2 separate regions of the Pan troglodytes genome follow, and region 1 is linked to region 2. A link is a contact called in public Hi-C data. All regions are on one chromosome and are shown on one strand. Each heading gives the region's core, a stretch centred on a gene start, on an enhancer-like site or on the middle of the called end of the contact. The rest is flanking DNA. Distances are from core to core; before and after follow the strand shown.

Region 1 (5,815 bases), core at 66-2,565, 310 kb before region 2:
CAATTCCTGTTTTTAAAACATAAATCCCATCATGTCATCCCCTGTTCAACCCCTTGACACCTCCCCAGCACATTTAAATTTAAACTCCAAGCCCCACCACACATGGCCTCTGAGGTCCTCTGAGGTCACCCTGGGCTGGCTCTGACTGTGTCTTGTGCACACCCACCCCCTGTCTTCCTCTGCTCAGGCTCATGTCCCCTAGGCCCTCTGCCTGAAACACCCTGAGATGCTGAGCATGTCCCTGGGCCCTCTGCTAGAAAACACCCTGGAGCCAGAACGCCCTTGAGGCTGTGCTGTGCCGTGCCTCCCAGATTCCCGATTCCTTCAAGAATGAGGAACTCACTCCCAGCTGTGGGTGTGACAGACAGACGGCCCTCAGCTAAGGAGCGCCACCTCGCCAGCCTTCAGCCCCTCCCAGAGCCGGCCTACGCCCAATAACCGGCCGATGTACATAAAGGACCAGCCCCCGACCCCCGCTCAGGACAGCTCTGAAGGGGCATCCGGGCTTCAGAACTCTCTGTCGGGGCTTCACGGGGTCTCCATCGCCCCTTTGTCAGGCCCAAGAGCACTCCCTGATGTACATCCAACATGCTCATTTCCATCCCAGAGCCTGCCTCTCAGAGAGCCTGCAGCGACCCTTCCTGCAGATAGACACAGGTGGGGTCCCTTCCTTCAGGTCGCTGCTCCAACTTCCCAATACCACAGTGGACTTCGGAAGGAAGGGAGGCAGGGGAACTGAGGGGACCGCGAAGGTAGGGCCTGGAGAAGTGCTGGGGAGTGAGGGGCAGCTCGAAGTGCTGGAGAGTGAGGTACTCGAAGGTAGGGCCTGGAGAGGTGGTGGGGAGTCAGGTGCGGCGGAGGGGGGTGGGTGGGCGGGAGAACAGGGACTATATGAAGCCAAAGCCCAGCCTCCCTCAGGGCTGTGCCCTGTGAGTTGTACAAAGGGCCCTGGGTCTGTCCCCAAATGTTGCCATGATCCAGAATTACTGTGAGCTTTACCCTGTACCCGACAAAAAAGATTGACTCTGGCTTGCCCAAGTCTGCCCCTAAGCCCCAGTGCTGGCCCAGCCAACGCGGGCACCCTGGGCCCCCCGCTCACTGGCCACAGCTGGAGCCTTCCGGACCAGGGCAGCTGATGAGGTCTGAATACTGGGGCTGAGCAGACTCCAGAAAAACGTGACTCATCTTGCCTGCCCACAAAGAAAGGAAAAGTATGTGCGGCATCCAAGTTTCCTGAAAAGTTCAGCCAACACATTGCAGAGTTATGTGGCCTGGCACCCCATGTGGTCCCTGGGGACAGCGCCCTCTGGCGCCAGCCTGGAAGACGTCCCCAGCCAGGGCTGGCCTGCACATCCTGTGTCCAGGCTGTTGTTATTATTTGGGAGAAGCCAACGAAAAATTCCCGGAAGAATCTCCTTGCCCTCAGCGAGTTAGAGTCCTCTAGTTCTCTCAGGGCCTGCTTCGGTGATGCTCCCACCTTGGGAGACAGTAAAAGGCAGCACTAACACATGCTCTTACTTAACACACAGGCCCATTGCAGCTCTTTTTCTTTTTTTCGAGATGCAGTCTTGCTCTGTCTCTCAGGCTGGAGTGCAGTGGTGCGATCACAGTTCACTGCAACTCAAGCGATTCTCCCACCCCAACCTCCTGAGTAGCTGCGACTACAGGTGTGCACCATCATGCCCGGCTAATTTTTAAATATTTTGTAGAGATGGGGTTTTGCCATGTTGCCCAGGCTGGTCTCAAACACCTGGGCTTAAGCGATCCTCCTGCCTTGGCCTCCCAAAGTGCTGGGATCATAGGCACAAGCCACTGCTCAGCCTGTATTTCTTAATTCCTTTTTTAAAATAACACTTTAGGGCTGGGCGAGGTGGCTCACGCTTGTAATTCCAGTACTTTGGGAGGCCAAGGTAATGGGTCACTTGAGCCCAGGAGTTCGAGACCAGCCTGAGCAACATGGTGAGACTCTGTCTCTAAAAAAACAATTATTAAATAATAAATAACATTTTATTTTGACAATTTCAAACATAAAGTCACAAAAATAATACAAAGAGTTCTCATATCCTTTTCACCCAGATTGCCCGATGTTAGCATTTCACCAGATCTGCCCATATCTCATTTCTCACGATCTCTCACTGTGTGTTTATATGAACTCTGAACCCCTGAGAGGAATTTGCAGACATCATATCCCTTTACCCCTAAATATTTCAGTGGATGTTTCATAAAAACAGGGTCATTCTCCTAACCACAGTATAATTGTCAAAATCAGGAAATCAGCACTAATATCATGCTATCAGCTAAGCTGCAGGCTTCATTCACATTTTGTGCCTTGTCTCAGGGGCGTCATTTCTTGGAAGAGGAGACCCCCAGCCACGCGTTTTGTTTCGTTGTCCTTTCTCTTCAGTCTCTTCATCTGGAACAGCTCCTCAGTCCTGTCTCATCTGTCACGACCTGAGCACTTTTCAGGAGGACAATGGCCAGTTCTTGTGTCACCTGCCCTTCGACATTTCCTCACCATCAGAGCCAGCCTCCGCCCTCAGGTGGGCACCCACCCATCCGTGGGCTGCCCTGGGCTTCTGCATCCCAGCAGGGGCACCCGATGCGGCCGCGACACCTTTCCGGTGAAGTGGATGCCGGTCACTTGGTGAAGGGGGCGTCTGCCACCATAAAGTTCTCTACTTTAATAAAGGGCTTACTTTCCCCCTTGTCACCAGTCAGGGCTTCAGGGAGACCTACTTTGGGATTGTGTAAATGTCTTCTTTCTCATCAAACTTTCACTTGCTAGTTTTAGGATTGATACGTATTTCTTGCCTGAATTGTTACTATAGTAATTACCAAAAGGTGATTTTCTAAATTTATCATGAATTCTACATTGACTGGTTGGAATGCTACTTTAAAGAACAGGTTTTTCTTCTCTCCCTGTGTGTGTATCTATGGACTCATGGATTTGTATCCTATTCAGTGTCATGTTATTTCTCATTATCAAATATTTTAAAATTTTTTTATTTTAGGTTTGGGGGTCCAAGTGAATGTTTGTTACATAGATAAAGATGTGTCATGGGGGTCTGTTGTACATATTATTTCATCACCCACGTATTTCATCATGTATTAGGCTCAGTACCCGATAGTTATCTTTTCCGTTCCTCTCCCTCCTCCCACCCTCTGCCTCTTAAATAGCCCCCAGTGTTTGTCGTTTCTTTCTTTGTGTTCGTAAGTTCTTATTATTTAGCCCCCACTCATAAGTGAGAACATGCAGCACTTGGTTTTCTGTTCCTGTGTTAGTTTGCTAAGGATGATCGCCTCCAGCTCCATCCATGTTCCCTCAAAAGACATGATCTCTTTTTTATGGCTGTGTAATATTCCGCAGCACATATGTACTACATTTTCTTTATCTGGTCTGTCATTGATGGGCATTTAGGTTGATTCCGTGTCTTCATTATCAAGTTTTTGATGCTCAAATTGTCCTAGACGTGGCCAGCAGGAGCCTCTCCAGGCGGATCACTGTTTCCTTTGACTTTCCTCATAATATCCCTACCCTGTCCCCATCATGCTGTGGGCACTTCCTGGCTTTCTGGCTGATCTTGTACATTCCCCACCCCAGCCCTGGAATTAGCCATTGTTCTAAAGAGCCCTTGTCACTTTTAGTGGCAAATAGTGTTTACGTGTGCATGTCACTCCTGGGGTGTCATTGCTTCTAGGCCTTCTCAGCAGATGTATTAGAGACAACCTAAACACCCACATAGAAGAGAGTAGTTGGCCAGGTGAGGTGGCTTACACATGTAATCCCAGCACTTTGGGAGTCTGAGGCAGGAGGATTGCTTGAGCTCAGGAGTTCAAGACCGTAGCGAGACCCTGTCTCTACCAAACAAACAAACAAACAAACAAACAAAAATAGCTGGGCATGGAGACATGTGCCTGTCGTCCCAGGTACTTGGGAGTCTGAGGCAGGATGATCACTTGAGCCCAGGAGTTCAAGGCTGCAGTGCGCTGTGATTGCACTGCACTCCAGTCTGGGCGACAAAGCGAGACCCTGTCTCAAAAAAATAAATAAATAAATAATAAATAAATAGAGTAGTTCAATGAAATAAAGAAGGTACAGCTACATAGCAGAGTACCATGTAGCTGTAAAAAAAATATGGCATCTTTGGGCCCGGCGCGGTGGCTTACTAAACGTGTAATCCCAGCACTTTGGGAGGCTGAGGCAGGCAGATCACGAGGTCAGGAGATCGAGACCATCCTGGCTAACATGGTGAAACCCCGTCTCTACTAAAAATAAATAAATAAATAAATAAATAAATAAAAATTAGCCTGGCATGGTGGCGGGCACCTGTAGTCCCAGCTACTTGGGAGGCTGAGGCAGGAGAATAGCATGAACCTGGGAGGCAGAGCTTGCAGTGAGCTGAGATCACACCACTGCACTCCAGCCTGGGTGACAGAGTGAGACTCCGTCTCAAAAAAAAAAAAAAAAAAAAAGGAATCTTTGAATCAGTGTGGCAAAAGACATGCCTAGGCAATCCTCAAAAGACATGAAAATAGCCATTAGACAATAGCATGAGCATACTTAGTCATCATTAGAAATCCAGATTGTAGAATTAATCCATATTTTCCTTTAGTATTTGTAGGTTTAACTTTTTTTGTGGTAAAATGCATATAATATGTAATTTAGCACCTTAACAAATTTTTTTTTTTTTTTTTTTTTTTTTTTTTTTTTTTTGAAACAGGGTCTTGCTCTGTCCCAGGCTGGAGTGTAGTGGTGCCATCTTGGCTCACTGCAACCTCTGCCTCCTGGGCCCAAGTGATCCTCCCACCTTAGCCTCCTTAGTAGCTGGGACGACAGGAACATACCACTGTGCCTGGCCACCTTAACAGTGTTAAAGTATATAACTCAGTAGTCACAGTGTTGTGCGACCATCACCCCAATCTAGTTCCAGAACTGTTTCATCACCCCAAATGGAAACCTCACATCCCTTAGCCCTCAATCTCCATTACCCCTTCCCACAGCTCTTAGCAGATGCTAAGCTGCTGTCTGCCTTTCTGGACTTGCCTATTCTGCATATCTCATGTAAACAGAACCCCATGACCTGCAGGCTTCTGCATGTGGCTTCTATCACTTAGCAGATTGTTTTGAAAGTTGATCTACTTTGTGGCATATATTGGAATTTCATTCCTTTTTATGCCTGAATAATATTCCATTGTAGAATAGACTCCATTCTGCTTACTCAGTCATCCACTGGTGGCCATTTGGGTTGTTTCCACCTTTTGTGAATAGAGCTGCCATCAACGTTCATGTACAAGTTGTTGGAACACCTGTTTGCAGTTCTCTTGGGTATATACCTAGGACTGCAGGTTCTGGGTCATATGGTCATTTTGTGTTTAACTTGTTGAGGAATGTTTTCCACAGTGCAGTGTTTTACATTCCCATCAGCAATGTATGAAGGTTCCAGTTTCTCCATATCCTTGCCAACGGTTCAGTTCTTTTTTTTTTTTTTTTTTTTTTGAGATGGAGTCTTGCTGTGTCACCCAAGCTGGAATGCAGTGGCACCATCTCGGCTCACTACAACCTCTGCTTCCCAGGTTCAAGCAATTCTCCTGCCTCAGCCTCCCGAGTAGCTGGGACTATGAGCATGTGCCACCATGCCCAGCTAATTTTTGTATGTTTAGTGGAGACGGGATTTCACCATGTTGGCCAGGCTGGTCTCAAACTCCTGACCTCACGTGATCCGCCCACCTCGGCCTCCCAAAGTGCTGAGATGACAGGCATGAGCCACCATGCCCGACCCAGTTCTTTTCCTTTTTTTTTTTTCAGTGTGGTTGT
Region 2 (5,855 bases), core at 1,584-4,083:
AACCTTCCAGAGCCTCAGGAAGGGAGCAGAAGCAGAGGCGAGTTGAGGGCTGGCGGTGGAGAGCACTGGCTGTCTCCCTGCTGAGGCCCAGCTGGTGCTGAGAAGAGCCCTGGCTTGGGGCCCCTGGCTCAGAAGCTTCACTCCTGCTCCCTGTGGTCGGCAGAATAGTGACCCCCAAAGATGTCCACGTCTTAATCCCTGGAACCTGTGACTGTGCCGTCTTCCGTGGCAGAAGAGACTTTACAATCATTTCAAACAAGCAAAGACTGAGAGTGTTTACCACACAGAGGCTACTACTAAATGAGTAACTGAAAGACATACTTCAACACGAAGAGAAGAGAAACCCAGGTGGAGGGTACAGGATCTCAGAGACAATAGTGCAGTTAGTGATAAGATGTATTGGTAAGTTTATTAACTAGTTACAGTCTTTCAAATGTGTTCTTACAAAAAGGAAAATTAAAACTATGGATTGTAATATCAACTTGGCGGGAGAGAGCTCTTCTTTGCTTCAAGAGTAAAAGAAATATCACAGAACTATACTTTCTTTTTTTTTTTTTAGATGGAGTCTATCTCTGGGATTTCAGCTGTGAGTCCCTGCGCCTGGCTTTCTTGTCCTTTTTAGATGACCGCTTTGCTTATCTCTCTAAACACCCCAAATTCTTGTCTTAAAGTCTTGTCAGATTGTGCTATAAATGTGTTCACTTTTTTTTTTGACGGAGTCTCACTCTGTCGCCCAGGCTAGAGTGCAGTGGCACAATCTTGGCTCACTGCAACCTCTGCCTCCCGGGTTCAAGCGATTCTCCTGCCTCAGTCTCCCAAGTAACTGGGATTACAAGCACACGCCACCACACCCGACTAATTTTTTATACTTTTTGGTAGAGACAGGGTTTCCCCATGTTGGCCAGGCTGGTCTCGAACTCCTGACCTCAGGTGATCTGCCTGCCTCAGCCTCCCAAAGTTCTGAGATTACTGTATTCAATCATTTTAAGTGTAAACTTTGATGAGTTTTGACAAACGTATCCACCTGTGTGCCTACCACCACAATCAAAATATAGAACTTTCTATCACCCCCCAAAATTCCCTTGTGCTGTGTCTTAAAATCACCATCTCTGCCACCACCGGCTTTGGACCAGGAGGCCGCTGGTGTGCTGTTTGGCACCAAAGAGCCCTGTATCTTGTCCAGAGTCTCATACACACAGAGCCACCCAGCGTGCAGGCTTCTGCGTCTGGCTTTCTAGGCTCAGCGGATGTTTCTGGGATTTATTCATGCCACTGTGTGTATCGAGAGTTTGTTCCTTTTTACTGCTGAGTGGTATTCAGTTGTATGGATGAACCACGATGTAGTTATCATTCAACCATTGGTGGATGCCTGGACTGCATCCAGGCTGGGGTTGTGATGAATAAAGCTGCTATAACATGTGCAAAGCTGGGGGTCTATGTTTTTACTTCTGTTAGGTAAACACCAAGAGTGGAATTGTCAGTTAACATGGTAAGCGTATCTTGACTTTATAAAAAACTAAAGTAACTGTACCATTTCACACACCCCCCAGCAGTGAGTGAGAGTCCCACTTGCTCAGCACCCTCAGCGACACTTGTGATGTCTCATTGTGCTTTTAATTTGCACTTTGAGGGGTAGCTTTTAAAGGATGAGCATATTTTCAGCCTTTGAGTCATTCGATCAGGATGTGTTGATGACTTAGGTGAGGAAGAAGGAAGTGAAGTGAGATCTAAAGAACATGAGGCCAGGCACGGTGGCTCACACCTGTAATCCCAGCACTTTGGGAGGCTGAGGGGGGCGAATCACGATGTCAGGTGTTCGAGACCAGCCTGGGCAACATGGTGAAACCCCGTCCCTACTAATAACACAAAAATTAGCCGGGTGTGGTGGCTCACACCTGTAGTCCTAGCTACTCGGGAGCCTGAGGCAGGAGAATTGCTTGAACCCAGGAGGCAGTGAGCTGAAATCGCGCCACTGCACTCCAGCCTGGGCAACAGAGTGAGACTCTGTCTCAAATAAAATAAAATAAAGTAAGAATATGAATAGATAAAGCTGGTGTGCTTTTAGAACTGCACAAAGGTGAGGAAACGTGTGCGTTATAATTCTCTGTAGAGGTTAAGGGCACCAATTCTGGATTCAAATCCCAGCTTCACTGCCTGCTTGCTGTGTGACCCTGTGACCTTGTGCAAGCTACTCATGCAGGCTGGGCCTCACTCCCCACAACTCTAAGATGAGGATCATGACAGAACCCACCTCCTAGGATTGTTGAGAGAATTAAATGACTTAATATATGTTAAGCTTTAGTTGGTGCTGGCTATAAGTAAGCACTATGAGAATTCGAATTTATTATAATTCTAAGCAGATGTGGTGGCACCCGCCTGTAGTCCCGACTACTCGGGGGGCTGAGGCAGGAGGATCGCTTCAGTCCAGAAATTCAAGACCAGCCTGGGCAACATAGGGAGAGCCCATCTCTAAACAAATATAACGGCAATAATAATTCTAATTCTAAATCCTCCCGCGGCCGACCTGGGGCGTGTGGTGATTGTGCCCACCACGAGGGGTCAGGCTTCAGCAACTTTCATTTACCCGAACCTCGCTGGCTTTCAGGGTGGGAGACCCGGGGACTGTCTTCTGGGGCGCAGACGTCCCGCCTTTCCTTCCCCGCCCGAATCCGATGACCCCCGGAGCACTGCAGCCCCCTCCCTGACGCCGGCTGGAAATGGGGCGCAGCCAGAGGGCCCGGGCTGGCGGGGCGACCCGGGCAGAGGCCCAGGCCCAGCTCACTTGCAGACGGGCTCACTCGCAGATGGGCTCCCTCGGAAGGGCAGGGACTCAGCCTAACTGGGCTCTTTACACCCCCTTCCTTGCTGCCTGCCGGAGGCCACGACGCCAGGGCACAAGCTCGGTCCCCAGCAGGGGGCGAGGCTCCTGGAACCGCCCCGCACCCCCGCCGAGCTCCGCTGGGGCCCTTGGCCGGCGCTGCAGCCTGGCGGTGCTGGCCTTCGCGCATTTATTCCCTTGTTCATGCACTCATTCACGCACTCATCAGTGTCCTCCGGGGCTGACCCGGCGCAGGAGGCGGAGAGAGGAACCCGCAGCCCGGTGCGGAAGCGCGGAGCCCAGGCGGGAGCTGCAGGCCTGGCGACCACGAACTGCGCTTCGCTAGCGGAGCGTTGGGCAGAGCGGGCATCGCTGCCCCATGCAGCCCTGGACCGCGGACGGAGTCTAGTCTCCCCGCTCTCGCCCACGCCTGAGCTTTGGTATGCAAAGTGTTTCCAACTTTTTGTTCGTTTATAAATATCTTTAATAAATATATATATTGAGACGGAGTCTCGCTTTGTCGTCGCCCAGGCTGGAGTGCAGTGGCGCGATCTGCAACCTCCGCAGCTCACTGCAACCTCTGCCTCCCGGGTTCAAGCGATTCTCCTGCCTCAGCCTTCCGAGTAGCTGCCACTACAGGTGCCTGCCCCCACGCCCAGCTAATTTTTGTATTTTTAGTAGAGACGGGGTTTCATCATGTTGGCCAGGCTGGTTTCAAACTCCTGACCTCAGGTGATCCGCCCGCCTCGGCCTCTCAAAGTGCTGGGATTACAGGTGTGAGCCACCTCACCCGGTCTCTCTCTCTCTCATGTATATGTATGTATGTATGTATATGTGTGTGTGTGTGTGTATGTATGTGTATATATATATATATGTGTGTGTATATATATATATATGTGTATATATATATATATATATACATATATATATATATATATATATATATAATTTAAGTAGAGACAAGGTCTTACCCTGTTTCCCAAGCTGGTCTCGAACTCCTGGGCTCAAGCAATCCTCCTGCCTCGGCCTCCCAAAGTGCTAGGATTACAGGTGTGAGCCAGCGTGCCCAGCCCGTTTGTAAACATCTTTTGAGCGCCTCCTCCTTGGTGTCCACAGCTCTAGCGCTGAGCGCCTCGCCCACACAGATGGGATGGTACCCGCTGGCGAGAGAGGTTGGGGAGTGGGGCTGGGAGGAGGCGCGGGCAGCGAGACCAGGTCCTTGAGCCCTGGGAAACTCAGCTCAGGTGTTGGGACCGCACCCCAGGATGGGTGCAACATCTCAGGAGGCCTGATCTCAGGGTCCTGCATGTCCTGGTCCCTGCTTCACTTGAAGGGCCATGGGAAGCCATTGAGCAATTTTAGGTAGGATCACATTATAGGTTTTAAGTGAGTATTCACATTAGAGCACCTAGGAGCCCCCCATTTGTAATGTCTTGTCTTTTTTTTTTTTTTTTGAGACAGGATCCTTCTCTGTTGCCCAGGCTGTAGTTGCAGTGGTGCAATCTTGGCTCACTGCAGCCTCGACCTCCTGGGCTCAAGCAATCATCCCACCTCAGCCTCCCTAGTAGCTGGGACCACAGGCATGTGCCACCATGCCCAGCTAATTTTTTAATTTTTTTGTAGAGACAGGATCTTGCGTTGTTGCCCAGGCTGATTTCAAACTCCTGGGCTCAAGCAATCTTTCCTCCTTGGCCTCCCAAAGCACTGGGATTACAGACATGAACCACCTTGCCTGGCCTGTAATGTCTTATTTCTTAAACTGGAAGGTAGATTCGCTGCCTGAAATGACTCATAATGTATATATAGGGAAAGGAGCCGCTGTTGCTGTGGGTGGAGAACGGTCTGGAGGAGCCCAGAGCAGACAGACTGGGATGCTGAGAGGCTCCTGCAGCAGTTCCACTGGTACTGACAGTGGCTGGAGCTGGGGGTGGGCATGGAGAAGGAAGTGGGGAAGGGGGCAGAACCTGGGGGTCTCACACAGTGGTGTCACATACAGCCTCAATTTGGAGGGGAGTCCTGAGTCCTGTCTCTCAAACGCTACCCAGGATGGCCTCTCCCAAGCCCCAGGACCACTCTGCTCCCAAGAGCATTAGGATGACGCTGGAGGCAGGGGGCTACTGGGAAAGTGCCTCCCCTCAGCCTGTCACACACACCCAGAGCTCCAGAGTGAAGGGCTGGAAGGGCCTCATTGCCCACTCACATGACTTTGTATTGAATTAGGGCAGGTTTGGGAGTAGCAACAAACTGGGAAAAGTCTAAAATGAACCCACACAACAAGGAATAGACAACAGCAAAGGAACAGATAGCGGACTCACACACACACACACAGCAAAAGAATAGATAGCAAGTTAAAACACACACAGCCAGGCATGGTGCCTCATGCCTGTAATCCCAGCACTTTAGGAGGCCAAGGCAGGAGGATCCCTTGAGGCCAGGAACTCGGGACCAGCATGGGCAACATAGTGAGACCCCATCTCTACAAAAAATTTTAAAAACCTAGCTGGGTGTGGGCATGTGCCTTTAGTCCCAGCTAGGGTGTGGGCATGTGCCTTTAGTCCCAGCTACAAGGGAGGCTGAAGCAGGAGGATGCCTTAGCCCAGTTGTTTGGGGCTGCATTGAGCTATGATCGTGGCACTGCACTCTGGCCTGGGTGACAGAGTGAAACTCTGTCTCTAAAACAAACAAACACGTGCACACACACACACACACAGGCACACACACATAATCAATAAGGAAAGAGAAAAAAATGAGCAAAGCATATGAACAAGCAATTTACAAAAGATCCAATTCAAATGAACGCTATATATTTGAACTGATGTTGAGCAACTGGCCTTGGAACTACCAAGGGTGGATCTCATCTGTATGTCGGTGGGGCAATTTGGAAGACCTCTGTGGCATCTAGTGGCTTGAAGGTGAACTCATGCTTCAACCCAGCAATTTCACCCAGAGGCATGGGCCTCAAAGGAGGCAGTATTGGTCCCAGGGTGCGGTTGGAATTTTGTAGGGTGTTTCTGTTTGTCAGAATGCTGGAGGATGG

Evidence for each region. A called contact is a pair of places that touch in the nucleus more often than the background predicts.
Region 1: a contact with region 2 is called in a Hi-C map of stem cell-derived neural progenitor cells, with 5 times the contacts expected there. The contact joins two enhancer-like sites. A contact is called at or near these places in 2 of 7 Hi-C or Micro-C datasets (blood and stem cell-derived neural progenitor cells).

Annotation. Positions count from the first base shown.
Region 1 is chr6:166,770,756-166,776,570 of NHGRI_mPanTro3-v2.0_pri, reverse strand. All of the region lies in intron 3 of PRKAG2 (protein kinase AMP-activated non-catalytic subunit gamma 2), which reads left to right. Among named protein-coding and RNA genes, the nearest start is that of PRKAG2, 120 kb to the left of the region's middle. Within about 2 kb of position 1,315, at least 7 of the 24 cell types and tissues checked have an H3K27ac peak or open chromatin away from gene starts, as enhancers often do. A contact at or near this core is called in stem cell-derived neural progenitor cells, where this site is marked.
Region 2 is chr6:166,466,244-166,472,098 of NHGRI_mPanTro3-v2.0_pri, reverse strand. No RefSeq gene overlaps it. Among named protein-coding and RNA genes, the nearest start is that of CRYGN, 8.4 kb to the right of the region's middle. Within about 2 kb of position 2,833, at least 9 of the 24 cell types and tissues checked have an H3K27ac peak or open chromatin away from gene starts, as enhancers often do. A contact at or near this core is called in stem cell-derived neural progenitor cells, where this site is marked.